Regions from separate parts of the Sus scrofa genome. Here all the other regions are linked to region 3. The links are chromatin contacts, called in public Hi-C and HiChIP or PLAC-seq maps. All regions are on one chromosome and are shown on one strand. Each heading gives the region's core, a stretch centred on a gene start, on an enhancer-like site or on the middle of the called end of the contact. The rest is flanking DNA. Distances are from core to core; before and after follow the strand shown. Region 1 has its middle 23 kb from the start of HES1. Region 2 holds the start of HES1 (hes family bHLH transcription factor 1). Region 3 overlaps LOC110256390 (a long non-coding RNA gene).

Region 1 (4,788 bases), core at 974-3,473, 88 kb before region 3:
GCTGTTGAAGGAAGTCTGTGCTCACATCTCTGGAAATGAACATTAAAAGGCCTGGGGCCCCCAAGTCTGCTCCAGCTGGAGTCCTCATTCCCTAAGTCTTGTCTATCAACTTGATCCAGCTTGATTCTAATTTGGTTTGAGAGCCTACTTCTGCTGTTTGCATATATTTGAGTGTCTATTAAGGCCTAATAGTACTTTCTGCTCGTGTAACAGGTACATCAAGTGTCTAAAGGCACTTCTCCTTGCCAGACCCCAGGGTCTGGGGCTTTTCTGAGAAAACCCACCAATGAAGCTCGAAAGCTCATGGCTCCTGGCTGCCTAGAGTTCTGGTCTCTGGTCTCCATCTTTTCATACTTCCAACGTTAAACTTACTGAGCACCTACTATGTGCTGTACTACATCACTGTGAAGAGACAGATGAATGAGATGCTGCTCTCTCCACCGCTGGAGAATTTAGGTATAAATAAAGAATTTTCTAAAGGGGGCCCCTAAGGTGGATTCAAGCCAAAAAAAAAAAAAAAAGAGTTTTTTGTTTTTGCTTTTTTTTTTTGCTCTTTTTAGAGCCACACCCATGGCACATGGAGGTTCCCAGGCTAGGGCTCAAATCAGAGCTACAGCTGGTGCCCTACACCACAGCCACAGCAATGTGTGATCAGAGCCATGTCTACAACTTACACCACAGCTCACGGCAATGCTCAATCCTTAACCCACCGAGTGGGGCTAGGGATCGAACCCAGGTACTCATGGACCCTAGTCGGGTTTACTTCCACTGTGGACCCTAGTCAGGTTCACTTCCACTGAGCCACGACGGGAACTCTAAGAGCTTCTTTTTTGAAAGGCTGGGGATGCCAGGCAGTTTGGCAGATGAGAGCAGAGGGAGAAGAGAAGAGGTTAGAAGAGGCTCCAGGGCTGGGTGTGATTTCCAGTGGGAAGGCAGAGAAGGACCAGGTCTGACTGGTTTCATGTGCTAATGAGTCACGGCCCTGAGTCAATCCTTGTCCAGGAAAAGCTGCCTCTTTAAATTCCCTGGAGGGGGCCTGGTGGAGCCCAAAGCTGACCTGGAGATGGGCACTGCTCCAACTCCTGGTCACCTTGGCGATGTCACCTGCCCTCACTGAACTCCAGTTTCTTTATCTGTAAAATGGGAGCTTTGAATGATGTGGTCCTGGGGTTCCTCCAACTTGGAGCCCCAAATCCCCTGAATTGCCCTCCCCAGAGGCCTGCCCCCCCTTGAATGAGAGTCAATAGGTGCATACAATGTGAGTAGCTGAGTGACTGGATTTTGGGTTTCAGGTGACCTGACAGCAGCAGGCATTTCCCTGCCACCTCCGGGTCAGCTTCTCTCCTCTCCCTGTGGCTCTGTATTTCTTTGAGCTGGGGGAGGCTGTTATGGAATCCAGTGTAGGCTCAGACCTGGAGGTCACCCACCTCAAGGGAGTCAGGGAGCTCCCTCTTACCTCCCCTCCCCCCGGGCCATGGACAGAGTGGCCAGCCTGGGCCTGTGGGTCTGGACAGTGACCCTTCTGTAGGATTGGTCCCCTTTCCTTCTGTCCTGTGGGAGGCTAGTCTTCTTAGTTCTGAAGAGTGTCCCTGGGTACAGTTAAGGAGGTGGTGAAGGCGGGAAGAGGAAATCTTGAAGGGGACCCAGGGCTGCCTGGAATTGTCCCAACCTCTGAGTGAGAGAAGAAAAAAACAAAAAATCTCTGAGTTGGGGTGAGGAAGGTTGTTTAAAGGCAGCAGCGAATTGGGGTGAAAGAGCGGGGTGGTGGGTATGGAGAGAGAAAGACACAGGACATGAGACTGATATGGTATTCTGAGAGCACAAAGCTGGACGCCGGTTCCTGTCCCACAGCTGGATCTCAGGGCTCAGGCTGAGACTCTCAATATCTTGATCTCTCTTTCATCCTCCCTTCCCCTCAGCCCCCCCCCCCATCTTCTGTTGCTTCCGTGGTTTGCATTATCTTCTGCCAAGCCCCTCGGGACCTGCCATAAGTCTTACCCCCACTCCAGGAACTGTGCACAGACGCCACTGAGAACAGAGCCCTCCACGCCAGAAACAGCACACGGGCTTCTGCTCAGCCTCTGTGGCCTTGGACCAGCTCCCGGGAAGGGCCCCTGCCTGGTGACAGGCACCCACACAGCCTGCCTCACAGAGGCTGCACTGTGGGGAGCCCCTACCTCCCAGAGGAACAGGCAGGCGTGCTCACAGCCACCCCTCGGCCTAGGCTCAGCCAGGTCCAAGGCACAAGGCTTCTCTCCCAAGGGACTAAGCTCGCAACTCACTGACCTTGAGAAAGTTATTTTTGTCTCTGCAGACTTCCCTTTCCCTGTTTTTAAATAGATCGGAGATTTATGCAGCTTAATTCATAAAGAAGCTTCATGGAAAAAGCCTGACTTTTTCTGAAGTGTTTTGGTTTCCTGAGAAGAACCCAAGGTTCCAGGAAACCTCCTGGAGCTGTCACAGACGCATGTGTACACGTACACACACACACACACACACACACACACACACACACACAGTGCACAGACTGGCCCCCAAGCTCACACTACACCACACTGATTCCTAACTGGGCGGGGATGCCCCGGGACAGGGACATGGCTTTGTGCGCTACTGGGTCCCCTACAATGTAGTGGGGAATAAAGTTTTGGAATAAAGTTAATGCTCAATACATGTGTATTGAATGAATGTGCTTGACACACACTGCCCGTGTCCCCTCGGCCCCCCTCTCCCCGCCAGGTGCTGGCCACTGTGCCCTTAAGCTGCTCACGGTCCAGGAGAGAGACAAGCTCATAAACAAATACAGCCAATACAGAGTGTTAAGGGCCAGCAGGACAGAAGAGAGCGCACAAGAAGGCTCAGAGGAGGAAGAGAGGGTTCAGCTCTGCCCCGTGGGGGTGTGGGGACAGGAGGCTGAAGGCTCTGAGCATTGATGGAAGGGTGGGATTTCATTAGCCTGATAAGAGGGGTGGTGAGGGGTGGTGCTGATGGCAGAGAGCTTTCCTTCCTTAGTAGGAAAACGTGTTCAAAAGCAGAGAGCCCTGAAACAGCATGGAAATCAGGGAGGCAGGGTGCTAGGAGATGGGGGGAGGGCGGGGGACGAGGGGCTGGATGGGGAGGATTGGATCCTGTAGGTCATTATGTTGGAGTTCCCGCTGTGGTGCAACGGGATTGGCAACGTCTCTGCAGGACCAGGATGCAGGTTCGATCCCTGGCCCGGATCCAGCGTTGCAATAGCTGGGACATAGGTCACAACTGCAGCTGGGATCTAATCCCTGGCCGGGTAATTCCATATGCCACAGGGCAGCCCAATACATACATACATACATACATAAAGACATTATATCCCAGTGTTTTCTAGGGATTCCTATGCTGAACTTTGACCTTCTTGGGACCTTAAACTGTAATAGTCTTACTCTTCTCTCTGCTGACTGAGAATCTATACAAGCATGATGGGCTTACACACACCCTCCCCGTAACTCTGAGACTCCCCCCACTCCCACGTCTGTCTCTACACCAGGGCCCCTATGTTGGAAAGCGTTACTTGGGAGGATCATTTAATCTATCATCCAAACTGCTTCAGTTTGGGGAGTGAAAGGGGTCACTATGAATAACTGGACCAGGGCAAGGAGCAAGAACTTGGACTATTCTGGGCAAACCAGGCTGTCGGGTCGCTCTAGCTAAGGTCTTAGGCTGCCAGTGGAGGGTTGTATAGAGGTAAACGGTGCAATCAGATTTGTGTTATTAGAATTGAGTTACTCTCTCCCTTTCATTTCTTTACAGAACAAAGGGAGAAAGAAGATAAGGATGGTTCACATGGTCTTGGAGGCCCTTTCCAGCGTGGCATTCTTCATAGATTTATATCTGGTAGGCAATTGAATGGTGAGAAGGGGTAGATAAAACCTAACCTCAAGGAAGTTTGGGAGGCGGACTGCAAGTCAACCTAAACCATGAAGATCCATACCAATATCCTGTGTTTTTAGTTGAAACCCAATGAAAGCGCCCAAGAAAAACACTCCCAAGGAAACTCCACTCATCCACCCCTCCAGGAAGGGAAAGGCGATGCCCATGAAAACATTCCATTGAAATTAAAGCCCTGCTGCCAATCACCCTCTCCCCCAAGTCCTAGCCCTCCCTTCTCTTCCTGACTCCGGTAGCAAGCAGGTGAGATGTGGGTGGATCTGTGAAAGCTGTGAGAATTAAGTGCTCACATTAGTGCTCTTGGTTCATCTGCCAAAATAATCCTTTTTTTTTTTTTTTCCTTTTTTGGCTGCCCTGCGGCACACGGAGTTCTCTCAGCCCAAGTCTGAGCTGCAGTCAAGGCCTCAGCTGCAGCTGCAGCAACTCCAGATCCTTAACCCACTGTACCAGGCTGGGGGTTGAACCTTTGTCCCAGCACTTCCAAGAAGCCTCCAATCCCATTGCACCACAGCAGAACTCTGGTCCTCTCCCTCTTTGTGTGTGTGTATGTTTATTGTGGGTCTTTTTAGGGCTGCCCCCCCCCCCCCCCGGCATATGGAAGTTCCCAAGCTAGGGATCAAATCGGAGCTGCCGGACTACACCATAGCCACAGCAATGCAGGATCCGAGCCGCATCTGCGATCTACAGCACAGCTCACGGCAATGCCAGATCCTTAACCCACTGAGTGAGGCCAGGGATCAAACCTGCAACCTCATGGTTCCTAGTCGGATTCATTAACCACTGAGCCACAATGGGAACTCCTGATCTTCTCCCTCTTAAAACCCTCTCAGAAAAAAATCGTCATGGTTCCTCCTTGCCTAGAGAATTAAG
Region 2 (4,701 bases), core at 1,648-4,147, 110 kb before region 3:
TGAGGGCAATGACTACTGTATTCATCCCTGTACTCCCCACGCAGACCAGCAAGAGTGCGACCCACACAGGTGTGGTTCCCCATTTCTTTTAGGTTCTCCTGATCTCTTGGGCCATTATCCAAGCCCCAAGAGAAAGACATAATACAGGAATGACCAGTCATCAATCAGAAAATCAGAGTCTGCCTGCAGAGTGGAGGTAAACTCCTTGCAGGCTGCCACTGTATCTCCAGTGGCAATCCGAAGGTTTAACACAGGGCCTGGCACAGAGCATACACTCCATGGTGAAAGGAAGAGAAGGGCTTGGCCAAGGTCACCCAGAGTCAGGAACCGCTGAATCTCATCCGGGACGAAAGCTGGTGAAATCATTTATAACATTATCTCAGTGGGGAACTCAGAGGAAGGAAGGAATGAAGTGACTGAGAAACGTGTGCCAGGCCTCCGGCGGCCTCTAGGCCTCGGAGGGCGGGGGGTGGGGGTGGAACATCAAACAAGACGCTCGGCTCCTGGGCTGCCCCGGGCCGCCCGAGACGCGCGCCGAGCTCCGGGGAGGCGGGAAGGGCGGAGGGGGTAGGGGCCAGGAGGCCGGCGACCCGGGCAGGCGGGCAGGAGGGACGAAGGGAAGGGGGAGGCGGCGGCGGCCGGCCGGCCGGGGCTGTACGAGAGTCGCCCGCCCCGCGCGGCAAATCCCCCAGGGAGGCCGCCGCCAGAGCCCTGGCGCTCCCGGCCCGGCGCCCGCCACGTGGCACCCGGCGGCGGCGGCGGCGGCTCCTCCCGGCGCGCGGCCCGGCCAGCCGGCAGCACGCAGCCGCCCGCACCGCCCGCCTCCTCCCGGCCGCCCGCCGGCGGCCTCCCGGGCGCAGCGAGGGGGAGCTGCCCGGCCGCCCTGGACCCGGGGAAGGGGCGGGTGGAGCGAAGCCGCTTTAACCGCAGCCGCCCAGCGGAGGCAGGAGGCTGACCCGGCCGCTTCCTAAGTGCGGTCAGGCATCTCGTGACCGCGGCGGGCGCCGGGGGCCCCGCGGGGGAGGGAGGGCGGGTGCAAGGAGCAAACAAGAAGGCCCCTCCCCCTCCCCCGGGCTGTTGCTAGTGAGGCCCTGGGCAGAGTTAAAACCCCAAGCCCGAAATCAAGGGTGGAGGGGGGGTTGGAATAATCCCCCACTCTCCACCCCAGGGCGTGCGCTCCCCGCCCGGAAGGGCTGACCTTGGCCCGGGGGAGGTGTGGGGGGGGCGGGTGGTAAGCGCCGGGGCTCGGCTCCCCGCCCGCCGCCCCCTCGGATTCCTGGCCCGGCGGGGGCCGGAGGAGGGGGGGCCCCGGACACACACACACACACACACACACACACACACACACACACACCCCACACGCAGCGCGCGCCAATGAGCCCCGGCCAGGCGCTGGGGGCGGGGTTTTCCCAGGCTCGAGCACAGCAGCTGCTATTTACCTTCTTGGCTTCTCCCGGGGACCAGGAACCAGCCCCCGCGCTCCGCCGCCCGCCGCCGCCCCCCGCCTCCCTGCCCCCGGGGCGCGCGCACACACACTCACACACGCACGCACACACACATCCTCCCGGCCCGGCCGCAGCCGCGGCGGCAATAAAACATCCTGGCACGTGCTTCGGCTCCAGGCGCGCCCTCGCCGGCCGGCTGATGTCAAACTGCAGCTCGGCTGGTGTAGCTCTTAAAGGGCCCGCGCGCGACGGGTGTCGAGGTTGCCCTGGTCGCTCGCGGGGCGAGAAGGAGGGAGCGGCTGCCACTCGGCTCGCCACCTCTATGTGCAGCAAAACTGAGAGCCCACGGGTGGAAAGGGAAAGGGTGGCCAGGACGCGCGCGCGTCCCTGAGGCATTGCCATCAAAGCCCTCCTTGTTCATCTTTCATTTGAAATTCCATTTCCTTTCTGCTCAGTTGGAAATTATTCTGATTGTTTCCTGGGGAAGCGCTAGGTTCAAGGCCTCAACTCCGTAACAGAAATGAGAGACAGGCTGGGGTAGGGGTGGAGGGCGGGGATCAAAAACCACTTTGCTCTGAAAAACCTGCAAATGTAAGTAAGATGGAGGCACTTTTTCCTTTTCTGCATGCAGAAAGGAATTTTGTCCTTTTTCTGCATGGTCGACTTTCACCCCCCACCCCCGGAATGTGCGGAGTCTGAGCGGGAAATCACTTAGATGTTTCTGTAAGTCACACCCTTGCACATGTTCCCCCTTTTTCTTTTAACCATGCAATTATAATCTTTTATCCCTGTCCTTCTAAACCTTTTTAAAAATATATTTCAAGTGAACTTATTAGTGTCAAAGCAGCTCTATTACACGCGAATGGAAATAAGCAGCAAAGACCCCAGCCTCCAAAGAAATAAACTAGAGTAGATCAAACCCAATGCAGAAAAATCCTCTCTAAAGCAAAGCCCAGTAGGGAGAGTAACAAAGGGTTAAAATCCTTTTGATTGACGTTGTAGCCTCTGGTGCCCCGGGCTCAGGCGCGCGCCATTGGCCGCCAGGCCTTGTGCCTGGCGGCCAATGGGGGGGCGCGGTCCACGAGCGGTGCCGCGTGTCTCCTCCTCCCATTGGCTGAAAGTTACTGTGGGAAAGAAAGTTTGGGAAGTTTCACACGAGCCGTTCGCGTGCAGTCCCAGATATATATAGAGGCCGCCAGGGCCTGAGGATCACACTGGATCCGGGAGCTGGTGCTGATAACAGCGGAATCCCCCGTCTACCTCTCTCCTTGGTCCTGGAATTGCGCTACCGATCACCAAGTAGCCATAAGATATAATAAACCTTCAGCACTTGCTCAGTAGCTTTGCGAAAGTCTCAAGTAAAAGAGACATAAACAAAACAATTTTTTTTGGTGTGAAGAACTCCAAAAATAAAATTCTCTAGGGATTAAAAAAAAAAAAAAAAAAAAAAAAACAGAAAATGCCAGCTGATATAATGGAGAAAAATTCCTCGTCCCCGGTGGCTGCTACCCCAGCCAGTGTCAACACGACACCGGATAAACCAAAGACAGCATCTGAGCACAGAAAGGTAAGGGCAATACCTGTATCTCTCCACAGCCCCTAAGAGATTAAGTCGGGATGGGTGGGGGCTCCTTTCTCCCTTTAAACCCTGGGGTGAAATGTCAAGTCTCATGGGAACTCAGGGCTCTTTTTCCTCCCCCCTCCCCTTTTACAGTCATCAAAGCCCATCATGGAGAAAAGACGAAGAGCAAGAATAAATGAAAGTCTGAGCCAGCTGAAAACACTGATTTTGGATGCTCTTAAAAAAGATGTAAGTGGGTAATATTGCCTTTTTTAATTAAAAAAATTGAAATACTATTTCTTTGGTATTAAGAACCAAACCCCTTTGTCAGCGAGATCTCCCCCGCCTGCACTGCGTTCCCTTAGGCGGGAGGGCTGGGTCTACTCTACCCGGGGTCTGGGGGATGTTGGCGACGCGGCGGAGAGGAGGGACCCCCCACCCCCAGCACTCCGAGGCCGCTGGCAGTCTCTCACGTTCCTCCCTTGCCTCCTTTTCTGTGCAGAGCTCGAGGCATTCCAAGCTGGAGAAGGCGGACATTCTGGAAATGACAGTGAAGCACCTCCGGAACCTGCAGCGGGCGCAGATGACGGGTGAGGGCGGCTGGCCGCGTCCCCCTCTGCGGGCGTCCCTCTCGCCCCGCGGTGATTTCTTCCAGACTTCCGCCCGTGGTTGTGAGAGGCATTCAGCTACATTTTACTGCCTTGGCTCATTCTTGCGTTCCCACGGTCTGGGGCTTATTTATAGCCACAACTCCAAGTTGTTACTGTTCCGGAAAGGGAGGGAGAGAGGTTGTAGTGGCGAGGGCGGCGGGCGGCTTGGCCAGGGGGAAGCGGGTGGGGGCGAAAAGACTTAGAAGCGTGGCGGTCTTTAAGCTGCGCGGAGCCTGGGGTCATCTGGTTTAGCACTCCACTACAGAAGGAAAAATAAGGCTTGGTGGTGGAGAAGGGGGGAAGGGCATTATCCAAGGTCAAATCGCGCGGGGGTTAGGGGGAGGCAGATCTGAGGTTGAGATCGGTTTAAATGGAGCGACTGAGAGCAGAGAGGGAGCGTCTCGGCTTTGGTCGCCAAGCTAGGATGGAGAAGCGATTGTTTTTTCCTAAGCCCATCCTAGTAGCCAGAGGCAGTTCTACGGGCGGGTGGTCAGGGAGGCGCACTGCGGGGACCTCCCAGGGCGGAGGAGGTGGCCTCGGGGCCAGGGACGTTCGGTGACCCGTCTGTCTCCTGGCCCGCAGCCGCGCTAAGCACAGACCCGAGCGTGCTGGGGAAGTACCGCGCCGGCTTCAGTGAGTGCATGAACGAGGTGACCCGCTTCCTGTCCACGTGCGAGGGCGTTAACACCGAGGTGCGCACCCGGCTGCTCGGCCACCTGGCCAACTGCATGACCCAGATCAACGCCATGACCTACCCTGGGCAGCCGCACCCAGCCTTGCAGGCGCCGCCACCGCCCCCGCCAGGACCCGGAGGTCCGCAGCACGCGCCGTTCGCGCCGCCACCGCCACTGGTGCCCATCCCCGGGGGTGCGGCGCCCCCTCCCGGCGGCGCGCCCTGCAAGCTGGGCAGCCCGGCTGGAGAGGCGGCAAAGGTATTCGGCGGCTTCCAGGTGGTCCCGGCTCCCGATGGCCAGTTTGCCTTCCTCATCCCCAACGGGGCCTTCGCTCACAGCGGCCCGGTCATCCCAGTCTACACCAGCAACAG
Region 3 (4,378 bases), core at 1,287-3,786:
CTATTTCCAAATAAGGTCACATCCCAAGGGACTGAAGGTTTAGGCTTCAATGTCTCTTTCTGATGGGTTTGGGGGAGAGACGCAATTCAATCCGAAACAGGCAGCATGCTGGAGTTCAACCTCCAGCCATGTGTGCTCCAGGCGTGCTGTTCTCTAAGAAGCTCTGTAGAGAAAAAATCCTGTGGTCTCAAATATTGGGAAACCCCTGCTGCCTGCAAGCTAGATGCGCCCTGATGCTGAATCTCAGAGGTCATTTGTATGCAAACATCCTTGAAAAGAGCTGCAGAAGAATCATGTTGACTTTAAATTAGGTTTTCCCAAACTTATATGGAAGTTTGAGGTACCAGTGTTTTTGTGTTAATAGTGGCCTATGGAAAAAACCTGGGGAAACTTACACAATTGGAGCTTGATTTTGAAACCAGAGGGGCCTAGGCTTTGCATCGTGACCCTACTAGTACTGAATATGTAACTTTGGGCAATTTATTTTCCTCTGAGTCTCAGTTTCCTCACCTGTAAAATGGGAGCAAAAATTCCTAATTAAGTACTTACGGTAGGTTCACTGCTATGACAAACAGGCCCCTAGTAGTGCAATGGTTTGAAAACAGTAAGATACACATTTACTTTTGCTCAGGACTGGGCAGGGAACAGACTGGCTACTCAGTCTCTCTTCACACAGGCATTCAGACCCCCAGGCTGATAGATGTTTTGTCATTTTACGCTCTGTGGTCATCTTGAAGGTTGTCCCCCAGTCCATCTGGGCAGAAGCGGATCGAGTTTGGAGAGAGCTTCCTGGGAGTTTTTTATGGGCCAGGCTCTGTAGCGGAGCAACTCATTTCTGTTCACAACCCGTTGGTCAGAACCCAGTCCTCCAGCTACAACTCGCTATAAAGGGGGTTGGGAAATGTGGTCCCTGGATGAGCAGCTACTTCCTAGCAATGACTTAACCCTAAAGACAGGGAAGTAGGGACTTCCAGTTGAAGGCGAGCCATCTCTGCCGCACTCACCTTGCAGGTACATTCTGAGGCTGAAAGGAGGCTTTGGGCATACGCGAGGTCCCTAGCATCACACACAGACAACTAAGTAAATGGTAACCGTTTGAAAAGGAAAAGGATATGAAAGGGAACTGCAGCGCAGGATGAAACCAGAGACAGGCCCTGGGGCAGATGTGCAGCCCCCTCCTCCTCTTTCTTCCCAAGGCAGCCTGGTGGCCGCTGTCTGGTGTGTGGTGGAGAGGAGGGAGCACAAGTCCTCAGGGTGTCGTTCAACCCAGAGCAGCTTCTCCCCCTCCCACTTCCTTTCCAACCAGATGGAGCAGCGTGTGCTCTGGAGCCTTGACAGCCTCACGGCTTCCCCGCGGTGGCCCCCAGGACTGCAAACCCCACCTTCCCTCGGTTGCAGAGCCAGCTGAGGGATGGGCAGCACGCCAGGCCCCCTCAGCAGCCCCTGGAGCACACGCCAGTTGCAGACTCTCAGGGAGGGGGCGGGGCTCGCACCAGATCACCGTGACCATGGCCTCCCTTGCAAAGGCCTCCAGATACTGATAACTCATGGCTTCCTCCTGCTCCTGGCTCCCCGGGCTACCTGGCCACAGAGCACAGGTGAGAACTATCTCTAGACTCCTCAATCTCTGGATTCCAAGTGGACCAAAAGGGATCAGTAGAGCAAAACTTCTGCCTTCCGAGAATTCATATTTTAAGACCCCATTAATTAGTAAAACAACGGCGCCTCAAGGCACATCCCCAGCCCCTCAACACAAACACAGTTCCAACAGATGTCTTCCAGGGGCCCCCTCCCCACCTTTCTCGCATGTAAATAAGCTTTCAGAGCTGCCATCAATGTGTGCATACAACTCTGCTTTTGACTCTTCTCGTTCTGCTTTGTATACACTTTCCCATGGATCTGAGTCACCCTGGTGTTGAATATTTCACAGGGCTGCGAAATATATGGAAGACATATTTTGTTTTAGAATCTTAATACCCTGAACATCTGGGTGATACTCCAACAACTGGAGAGATTCTTGCTGATGCTGCAAATCTCCAAATCCACATCCCCTTACAGACAGAAGATGCTGTGTTTTGCATCTGTGCGTACGCACATGAGTTTTCTCCAGCACGGTGGACTGCGGGGTGGGACAGTTAGCGATTTCTTCCCTGGAAGTGGCATGACCTTCAAGAGTTACCGTTGGCTGGGGTTGCGAGTACAGCTCAAATTTATTGGTTTTGATCCCCACACCGTTCCCCACGTAAATTAAAATGTGACATTATTACACCCTCCAACAGCCCACTGGCGACCTTTAGCACTCTCCCCCTCCACAGCCATTATTCAGCATAATTTGACTGGTTTGAGGCAAGGTGGGAGAGTGGGGAGGGTTGGGTGGGGGCAGGGGAAGGCAGAGTCCAAATTAGAAACAGATTTAAGGAGCATTTGCAAGGAATTAGGCAGTGCGCCAGGAGCGCTTGCTGGCAGCATGTGGAACCCCTCTTTAGGGACTGTCAGCTCCTCCTAGGTTTCCACAGCGGATGTTTCCTGGCCAGAGCGCAGCTGGGTTTCAGTTGTCAAACCCACAGCCAAGACATCTGAGAAGGGGGCGAGTGCCTGTGTGCAGCGGGTGTACGAGGCCAGCCCACATGCACGCCTGCGACCCCAAGGATGCGCCCCCACGCGGTTCCACCCATCAGCACCTGCAAAGGCACGCCCTGAATCATCCACGGGCCCCCCAGACATGCGAAGGCATGGATAGACACGGGGGAAAATCAGATCAGGCCCACTGACACGTGTGCACAGCCAGACTTGGGCTGTGTGCCTGCCCACGCCATTTAAGAGGATTTTCAGAGCGGGTTTTTCAGTCCATAGCATCACCACAACCACCACCCCCGAAAGGCTGACTGTGTGACCTTGGGTTAGCCCTTCAACCTCTCTGAACTTCAGTGTCTTCAACTACGAAGTGTAAATAACGGCAGCTGTGGTGATCAGATGAGATAACAAAGGTGAACACCGGGTAAACAGATGTGAGAAGCAGTAAGCGGGGGGCGGTGGCGATTGCGGTGAAGATCGCTAACCTTTGCTTCACAGCCTTTCCGCAGGAGACATACAACACTTCGCTGACTTGATTCTTCGATGAGGAGGGTGTGAGGCCCTTTACATCACGCTGGGCGAGTGAGGTCCCTGGGGTCGACGAGAGGCACGTGCTCACAACTCCCACAGGCACAGCTCCGTGGGCACCTGCCTGGCTGGCTGGCTGGGGACCTTGGGCATGACTAACCGGGCACTGAGGCCGGGGACTCTGCTCTCTCGTCTCCTGCCCTGCACCTCGCGCTCCGCTGCTCTTCCTGCCCCGCTGTCTCCTCCTTCACCCACACTCCTGGTGAGAAATAGCTCCCTGCCATACCTTCTGGGCTTCCCTCCAGTCGCCCCAATTCCCAGAGCAAACCCTGAACCTCTCCAGCTTCTTGTCCACCCAAGGGAGCCGTCTGCCTTTACCTGGGAACCCACTGTGTACAAATAAGCCCTTATTCCGGGGGGCTGTGGAGATGGGGGAGGGTAGCCAGACATGAATTAGATGCCGCCCCTGCCTGGGGGACTCACAGTCCAGTGAGGGGATCAACCCAGCACCAACACTATAGGAGACCCAGTCAGAAAATGCCAGATGGGGACATCAGAGAGACTCTGGGAGGTCAGAACCAGCGAAGCACATCCTGCTTACTGTGCAGGTCAGGTCACTGAACAAAGCACCCCAATATCAGACAAGAACCGGGAGGGGCGATGCTAGCACCCAGATACACGCTTCCAGGGGAGGACTTCCCTGCACGTCAGAGTGACCAGTGCCAAACCCCAGATGGATGGGGTTGGGGGCTGGGGGAGATGTGAGGGTGCAAGGGGTTAGGTGGAGAAGCAGTAATTTCTAGATCTTCATTTAGTCCACAGCAATGCAGGATTTGAGCCACGTGTACGACCTACACCACAGCTCATGGCAACGCAGGATCCTTAACTCACTGAGCAAGGCCAGGGATTAAACCCACAACCTCATGGTTCCTAGTTGGATTCGTTTCTGCTGCGCCATGACGGGAACTCACTAATCCACAAATACTTAAGGAGCACCTCCTGTATGCAGAGTGCTAGGAAGACAGTGACTAATAAAGCAGCGATGCTGCTTCATGGGACTTAGTGTCAAGTGTGAACAACTGATGCACAGTGTAACAGGCAATTCTAGGGCAGCGAGATACATGATCACAGGAATGGGCTGGGTGTGTGGTGTGGGCTCTGAGGCACAGAGCAGCCATCTCATTCAGATGGGAAGACAAGAGAAGGCTTCTGGAAGAGATAGATAGACAGGGAACCAGAAGGAGCTCAGGACAGGCGCCAAGAGTGAGAAGAGAGA

The links. Hi-C and Micro-C count contacts between places; a contact is called where the count stands out from the background. HiChIP or PLAC-seq counts read pairs in DNA pulled down with a chosen protein or histone mark.
Region 1: a contact with region 3 is called in a Hi-C map of skeletal muscle, with 4 times the contacts expected there. The contact joins two enhancer-like sites. A contact is called at or near these places in 6 of 47 Hi-C or Micro-C datasets (embryonic fibroblasts, fetal skeletal muscle, heart right ventricle and 2 more) and 2 of 2 datasets of contacts at active chromatin or transcription factors (alveolar macrophages and skeletal muscle).
Region 2: a contact with region 3 is called in an H3K27ac HiChIP or PLAC-seq map of skeletal muscle. The contact joins the promoter of HES1 here to the enhancer-like site in region 3. A contact is called at or near these places in 5 of 47 Hi-C or Micro-C datasets (alveolar macrophages, embryonic fibroblasts, fetal skeletal muscle and 2 more) and 2 of 2 datasets of contacts at active chromatin or transcription factors (alveolar macrophages and skeletal muscle).

What each region holds. Positions count from the first base shown.
Region 1 is chr13:131,156,773-131,161,560 of Sscrofa11.1, forward strand. No RefSeq gene overlaps it. Among named protein-coding and RNA genes, the nearest start is that of HES1, 23 kb to the left of the region's middle. Within about 2 kb of position 2,224, at least 28 of the 83 cell types and tissues checked have an H3K27ac peak or open chromatin away from gene starts, as enhancers often do. A contact at or near this core is called in skeletal muscle, where this site is marked.
Region 2 is chr13:131,133,073-131,137,773 of Sscrofa11.1, forward strand. It overlaps HES1 (hes family bHLH transcription factor 1), which reads left to right and starts at 2,898. Exons shown (of 4, transcript NM_001195231.1): 1 at 2,898-3,012; 2 at 3,160-3,255; 3 at 3,509-3,596; 4 at 4,239-4,701. The coding sequence starts at 2,905. It overlaps LOC102164131 (a long non-coding RNA gene), which reads right to left and starts at 2,507. Exons shown (of 8, transcript XR_002337825.1): 1 at 1,440-2,507.
Region 3 is chr13:131,244,240-131,248,617 of Sscrofa11.1, forward strand. All of the region lies in intron 1 of LOC110256390 (a long non-coding RNA gene), which reads right to left. Among named protein-coding and RNA genes, the nearest start is that of CPN2, 91 kb to the right of the region's middle. Within about 2 kb of position 2,537, at least 7 of the 83 cell types and tissues checked have an H3K27ac peak or open chromatin away from gene starts, as enhancers often do. A contact at or near this core is called in skeletal muscle, where this site is marked.